Linked DNA regions of Mus musculus: region 1 is linked to region 2. The links are chromatin contacts, called in public HiChIP or PLAC-seq maps. All regions are on one chromosome and are shown on one strand. Each heading gives the region's core, a stretch centred on a gene start, on an enhancer-like site or on the middle of the called end of the contact. The rest is flanking DNA. Distances are from core to core; before and after follow the strand shown. Region 1 overlaps Akap13 (A kinase (PRKA) anchor protein 13). Region 2 has its middle 40 kb from the start of Gm46017.

What was found. HiChIP or PLAC-seq counts read pairs in DNA pulled down with a chosen protein or histone mark.
Region 1: an H3K27ac HiChIP or PLAC-seq map of embryonic fibroblasts shows a contact between it and region 2, with 19 read pairs. The contact joins two enhancer-like sites. A contact is called at or near these places in 2 of 15 datasets of contacts at CTCF or cohesin (the NIH/3T3 cell line and large pre-B cells), 9 of 484 Hi-C or Micro-C datasets (embryonic fibroblasts, muscle stem cells, nephron progenitors and 2 more), 7 of 115 datasets of contacts at active chromatin or transcription factors (the 230-238 cell line, the NIH/3T3 cell line, embryonic fibroblasts and 4 more) and 3 of 9 other capture datasets (adipose tissue, liver and pancreatic islet).

What each region holds. Positions count from the first base shown.
Region 1 is chr7:75,640,384-75,644,047 of GRCm38.p6, forward strand. The region is part of intron 8 of Akap13 (A kinase (PRKA) anchor protein 13); the gene reads left to right. Among named protein-coding and RNA genes, the nearest start is that of AU020206, 140 kb to the right of the region's middle. Within about 2 kb of position 2,203, at least 228 of the 459 cell types and tissues checked have an H3K27ac peak or open chromatin away from gene starts, as enhancers often do. A contact at or near this core is called in the NIH/3T3 cell line, adipose tissue, embryonic fibroblasts and 3 more, where this site is marked.
Region 2 is chr7:75,396,007-75,399,655 of GRCm38.p6, forward strand. No RefSeq gene overlaps it. Among named protein-coding and RNA genes, the nearest start is that of Gm46017, 40 kb to the right of the region's middle. Within about 2 kb of position 1,740, at least 90 of the 459 cell types and tissues checked have an H3K27ac peak or open chromatin away from gene starts, as enhancers often do. A contact at or near this core is called in the NIH/3T3 cell line, adipose tissue, embryonic fibroblasts and 3 more, where this site is marked.

The DNA.
Region 1 (3,664 bases), core at 953-3,452, 240 kb after region 2:
TTGTTCTCTGAGAAGAAACAGATTAGCAAGGACAGTTTTAAATTGTCCTTAATATGCTTGTATGTGTAGAAAAGAGAAAAATCTAGATTTCTAGAACAACAAAAAAAAAACAGACAAAAAAGGCTAATATATTTATTTCAAACAGTCCTCTGGTGTCATTCAGAAAATTATAATGGTTTTGAAACATTTCTCTGATTATGTAAAGTTTCCAAGGACAAAGTCCATGGGTTTTATTTCTTTGTTTGCCTCTTCTGCAGGGCATAGAATGTCTATTGAATGGATATGGATCATCTTTAGTTTGATCGAGTTGGTACAGAAAGACTTTACAGTGACCAGAGCATCTCTGGTTCTCTAGAGAGATGCTTGGGAACTTGCAAGCAGGAAACATTTGATTCTAATTAGAACAGAAGGGAGAGGCAGTGAGGAGCAAACCATTTGAGAACAGAGGGGAGACAGCTTTGTGTTCATTGGGAAGAGGGGATTCTAAATTATAGCTTGGTGAAAGTTGATCCATAAAATATAATAGGCAGCCAGATTTTTTGTACACTTAAGCCTGCCCCTCCTGGACCTTTGGACCTATGCCCTTAAACCACATGATATCAAAGTTCTTGTATGCTCCTGCACAGAGTCCCGTGCTTTTTTGGTTAGCTTAAGCAAGAATTTTATTTACAACTTCATCTCTTCAATTGTCTTGTGTCTACTGTGTCTAGCATCCTCTGTACTGAAAAGCATCATGTGCTTACTGTCTACGGTGCCGGTGTGAGCGAGGCTTGCTCTCTAGAGCACCAGAAAGAGGACATTGTCCACCTTCATGCTTTTAATGGACCTGTGGTGGGATCAGGATGAGGCTTGTGTTAGAGGGAGCTGAGACAGTGGTGTTTGGGTAGACAGATGGGTAAGTGAAGAACTGGCCACCTTACCTGGGTTTGCTCCGTTGCTTTCTCCTAAGCAGACTAGCCTCCTTAAACACCTGGCCTGAGGAAATGGTGACTCATTAGACCTTCGTTACCCTTTCACAGCTTCAAAAAGAAAACACCTTTCACCAACTTTGCTTGCATTATTGAGAGAAACTGTAGTATTTAGTCCCTTCACTTCCTTTCTGTTGTGGTGTTTAAGGTTGTACACTCACATTCTCCAAATCCGTGTAAGGGGCTGCACTCTGTCCCCTTAGAGAGAACGTAGGACTGCTTCTCCCGGAAAGCATTAGAATGCTGTTTCCCTTGTTTGGTGTTGCTTTTGGCACAGAGTCTCTTTATATAACCCTGTCTGTCATGGAACTCATGTCATGGATCAGGCTATCCTCGAACTCACAGAGGTCTGCCTGCTCTGTCTCCATAGTGCTGGGATTAAAGGCATGTCCGTACCTAGCCCACTGTGGGTTTATTTTAGGGTTTTGTTTTAACCCCCTTTTCTATTCTTTCACCTCTCTTTTCTGCTTTTTGCTTCCTTGATTCCTCTTCCTCTTTACCCCTCCAATGTTTATTACAGTCCCCAGTGTCTAAAAATGAACGACTGTGTCTGCTCCTGAGGCATAGGAGACTGGCAACTGGAGAGGTCTGGAGAAGCAAGAAAACAGGCAAATGAAGTCACATAGTCCCATGATTGAGAGGTGTGACAGGCAAGGCGGTCTCAGCCACGTGACTCTTCTTAGTCCCAAGAGTCCTAAGAGACATGCGTACATTCATCCTATGCCATCTCTTTAACTTTCTTTAGAACTTTCTCAGACCCCAGATGAGACAAAACCTTAACTTGTGATGACTTCTAACCCTTGCCAGACATTTTTGTAGCTAATTCTACATCCTAGAGACATAACTCTGAAATATTTGGCTAACATTTTTCTGATATTAAATCATTCCTTTGCATTCTGCAGGGAGATGCTGTATACGCCTTGGCTGGATTCAGGGTCTCTGTGTCTTTCCTGAATGCCAAGGCTGTAGTACAGACTAGTAGTGTTTAGTATAACACCGCCTTTCTTTATTAGCATACTACTGGCATCAAAGGGACTGAGGTCGTTCCTTGCGGTGTCTGACAGAGCCTTTTTCACTGGGGACTTGTAAGGAGGAGGAGGAGCAGGAGGAAGCCTGTTGGAAAAGGAAGCCTTGTTTTTTCTCTTAGTCTGTAGATGATTCATGTTCCCACCACTGCAATTAGGTTTCCAAACCTCCAAGGCTGCTGGTGCAGGTCTGAAAGGGCAAGTAATGACGATCTTGAGAGAGCAGGGTAAAGGGTGTGGAGGCTGCGGAGGGAGGGACTGGCTAGCTAGCGGCAGCCAGCTAGGGAGGGAGGGAGGGAGGACATCTGGGGGAGTGGTCTATTTTCCTTGTACTCGGCCGGCTGGCTGTCCTTAGATATTTTCAACTTAAGTCAAAATCCAGCCCTGCTGCTGAAGAGCTGGAGACTGGCTAAAAAAGTGGATACTCTAGAAAATACCTCCAGATTTTTTTTCTCCCCCCCCCCCCCCCCGCCTCCATATAGGTTTCTTGCCTTTGTTGTTTTAAGGAATTCTCTCGTGCCATCACTTTGAAATAGCCACCTTCCTTTTAAAAAAAAAAAAAAAAACCTTTGTCTTCGTGGCTAAGTGCTTACTGGCTCTGGGTTTTCTGCATACATGTGCCAACCATTATGCTTAGCCAGTTCGTCCTTAATTTTTCTACTGGAGTTCTCGGCAGTGATGGAAAAGATCTGTGCTTCTCTTTCAGTCAAGATCTGCACAGCAGCGATCTTACTGCAGACTGCTTTTATTATGAATTATAAACTCGTCTCCGTGCTCTGAAGTTGCCAGAAAGTTCCCACTTAGTTCACAGATTTGGAGTCTGCTTTTTTTTTTTTTTTTTTTTTTTCCTTAACCCGAGAGTTTTCTATATAGAGGAATCTGGAAGCAGAAGTCTCCTCCCGCCCACTGTGAGAATTTGGAATTTCGGACCTGTGTGAGCACATTGGTCCCTGGATTCAGCAGATATCCGTCTACATTTTGTCTCTTCTTTTCTGCATCTGTACAAAATGTATGAGCGGCACAAAAGGCGCTATAGCCTGTGTGACATCTCCAAGGTGGACAGGACTGTCGATGTGGTGTTGCTGAAGGTAAGAAGGGGCCACACCTCATACAGTTTCAACATCTCAGGAAGACTTCTCTCTGTACCCTTACTGCCCGGTCTTGATCCTTCCTAAACTAGGATGAAGTGTGAGAAAGCCTGAGCTAACAGTGACAGAAGATCAAGGGGGTGGGGGGGTGGGGGATTTAAAGTTCTTTAAAGGCATGTCTGAACAGAGACTGTGTCTGTGTGTGTGTGTGTGTGTGTGTGTGTGTGTGTGTGTGTGTGTGTGAGAGAGAGAGAGAGAGAGAAAATGAATCTGCAACAAAGCACTTATTACTAAAATAAAATTTTACTTGTTCTAAGTAGAATCTAAATAATCACAAAGGAGGAATTCATTCTCAGAGCTGCCCTTTTGCTAGATGCCTCTGTTTTTCTGTTGCTTGCCCCATCCCCACACCTCAATTCCACCTCTCTTTCTCTGTGAGCTTCCTTTTCTGTCCGTCTCTTTGTCCCTTTGTCTGTGTAGGTCTTTGGTCTTTCCTATCCATCTGCTCTTCTCCTGTCTCTCAGTCTTAGTTTTCCAGGGAAACAAGAAGTCAGGATTCTGTTGGTACTGTCTCTAGTTGACT
Region 2 (3,649 bases), core at 490-2,989:
TAAGTGGTGTAGCTGAGTTTCAAGTAGAGCCAAACTATTATTTCACTAGTCTATGACTACTGTCCCACTGAAAGCAAGATGAACAGTGAGGTGTAAGGGAATATGGCAATCTGTGGTTAATTTAAAACAAACAAACAAACAAACAAAGCAAGCAAACAAATAAACAGCCCACAACAAACATACTGGCACCCACCTGCCAGTTCTTCTTAGAACCATTTTCAACCCATTGTCTCTGGTAGCCAACACTAATATTAGAGGAAGCATAAGTTACAAACCTGCATATATCTTTGCCTCATTTATTTGTGAATTTCATTTGCTCCAGCGCTCGGGAGGCAGAGGCAGGCAGATTTCTGAGTTCGAGGCCAGCCTGGTCTACAAAGTGAGTTCCAGGACAGCCAGGGCTACACAGAGAAACCCTGTCTCGAAAAACAAAAAAAAAAAAAGAAAGAAAGAAAGAAAGAAAGAAAGAAAGAAAGAAAGAAAGAAAGAAAGAAAGAAAGAAAGAAAGAAAGAAAGAGAGAGAGAAATATCAATCTAAAGAGACCCGGGAAGATGGCCTAGTGGTTAAGAGCACCCGCTGCCCTTCCAGAAGACCTGGGTTTGGTTCCAAGCAGCCACATGGTAGATCACAAACCCAGTTTCAGGGGATCCAGCTTTCTCCTCTAACCTCCCTTGGCATGAGGTGTACACACACGCACACACACACACACACACACACACACACACACACATGTGTGCGCACGTGCACAAGCAGAACATCCATACAAGTCATGTATGGATGTTTAAAAAACAAGTCATTTTTTAAAAAGCCAACTAAGGAAGCAGAACATCTGATGGAATTTAGAAAGACGAGTAGGTAAAATTGAAAAGGGTAGACATACAATAGAACTGAGCAGCTCTTCTCTACCTTATCCAATACCACCGGTTCATAGACTGGGGCAATTACACACACACACACACACACACACACACACACACCACACACCACACACCACACACCACACACCACACACCACACACCACACACCACACACACATACACACACACGCACGCACGCACGCACGCTGACATCTGCGCCATGTTTGTATTTTTGGTAGTCACAACTTAGAGGTGTTACCAACATTTTGTAGATAGAGTCCATGGACGATGCTAAGCATTCCGTAAAGCGTAGGATACCCAGCCTTCTCTACAGGAAATACTATGCAGCCCCCAATGTCAATGGTGCTTCGATAAAGAAGTCCTGTTTGAGTTAATAAACACAGGTAAAGGAGTTAGGGGTTTATACTTCCTGCAGATGCACATGTGCGCCACCTCTCTTGTCACGTTGGGAAAAGAAAGCCAAGACCTAGAGATAACCAAAGTCTGGCTTGGCTGTTTCCCGGTGCCCACACACAGACTTCGGAGGTCACATCTGGCTACTGTACCCTTGTTTCCTTCAGCTCAGGACACCTGAAGAAGCATCTGCTACCCACAAATCCTGTCTCCGCTAGGCTTTTGGCTGGCTTTCTCGGTTTGTCTCCAACCCAGGAAAGACAAAAGACATTTACAAGAAACGGAAAAGTGCATTGGAAAGAGCTGGCCAACATCAACCAGCAAAACTCCTGCCCCTGCCCTCAGCAGCGGCCCCACCTTCAGCAGGACCCGCCCACAGCAGCCAGACTGGTTTTCACTGCTGGCAGTCCCTGTTCTCAGAACCTTTTTGTCCTTGGTTTTAAATGACCTCATCCTCGACGTGCAGAATCTAGAACAGCACAGCTGTCACTAGCTGGCATCTCCTTAGAATTGTAGCGTCTCAGCCCCACCCCTTGACTCAAATCTCTTCATTTTACCAAGATCTTCGAGTGATTCAGAGGCAAAGCTCACTGATAGGGTTTATGAGTCAAGATAAAACTTCAAAGTGGGCAGCTGAAGACAGAAGCAAAGTTAATCATGTAACATGATATACAGTTTCTCTAAGAGATGTAGGCTGTGGATGGTAGCCTGCACTGTAGAAATGTAAAGGAATGTGTAGAAAAGGGGGGTGTAAATGTCATGTAAAAAGACACTTTTAAATGTTCCAAAGGGGTTCACTGTACCCAGCAGCTGAACAGCAACATAAGAGATGAGGTCTGTCTCTATAGCCCAGGATGACCTTGAACTTACAGCAATCCCCCAGCCTCAGCCTCTAAAAGGAACCATCACCTTAGCTTATTTTTTAAAATAGAAAACAAAAATGTTATCTCCCATTAAATGAGAAAAACTGATCTAATCAATATCCCCAATACAGCAATTCAAATATCAACTATCAATATCCCCAATATCAATTTTTATAAGAAAACAAAAAGTATATGTCTCACAATGTAGTCTGGGCTGCCCTAAAACTAGCTATACTAGGCTGGCCTCAAACTCATAAAGAGCTGCCTACCTCTGCTTCCTGAGTGCTGTGATTAGAGGCATGTACTACCAAGCCTGCCTAATACACACACACACACACACAGAGAGAGAGAGAGAGAGAGAGAGAGAGAGAGAGAGAGAGAGAGAGAGAGAGAGAGAGAGAGATTATTTTTAAAATAACTTAGGAAACAAGTTAAGGTAGATGACGCAGTTCCAACTTCAGGTTCACTTTCAGCGCATCCAAATTGGCTTGGTTTGATTCATCCAACAAACATCAGTGCCCTGGTTTATGCAGAGTTACAAACTGCAAGGAATGTAGCCACCCACACAGCAGCCAGTGTAGAATAGAAGCTTTGGGCTTTAGGATTGCAGCTAAGAAGGAAGGGAGAAAGGAAAGGAAAGGAAAGGAAAGGAAAGGAAAGGAAAAAGAAAGAAAGAAAGAAAGAAAGAAAGAAAGAAAGAAAGAAAGAAAGAAAGAAAGAAGAAGAAGGAGGAAGGGAGGGAGGGAGAGAGAGAAAGAAGAAGGAGGAGGAGGGGAGGGAGGGAGGGAGGGAGAAAGGAAGGAAGGAAGGAAGGAAGGAAGGAAGGAAGGAAAGAAGGAGGAAGACAAGCAGATAGAAAGATAAGATTCCGGGTCAGGTCTTGATTCTGGACTCACAGTCCAGAACACAGGCTCAGCTTGACTTGAGTACTTACTGACCTAGCCATGGCTCATGGTGAAACATTTTGTTTATTTCTGAGGCGGAGTCTTGCTATGTAGCTGTATCTCAAACCTTGAACTCGAAATCCCCCTGCATCTGCTTCCCAAATGCGGGACTTACAGGCCAGCACCACACATGGCTCTGGTAAAGGCTTCACAGAATAATGTCACCCGGTCTTGCCATCCCATTTGTGACTCAACAGCTCTCTCTGGCCTTCTCAAAAGGAGCAAGTTCCAGTTCCTAAGGCTCCCAGAGTTCTGACGCATATCTAGAAACAGCCACTAGAGGCTGCCCTTGGTTCCCTCACCCAGGACCTAGAAGGCCTGTACATGTCTGGGGGAGGGCTTTGTTCAACCCTGAACACTCTGTTCTGTCCTAACATCCCCACACTCTTCTGGGAGAAATCAACCAACAGGGAAATAAAACAGAGGTTTCTAGAAGCTGCCCCACCTACAAAAGGAGTTCAAAGGCCATTGAACTTTCAAGCTCAGGGAACATTCTGAGCTGTGGGGGGAGGACTCAAGTGTCGGGAGCAGAACTGACTCCTGAAATATGTCTGGAGAAATGTGAGCCA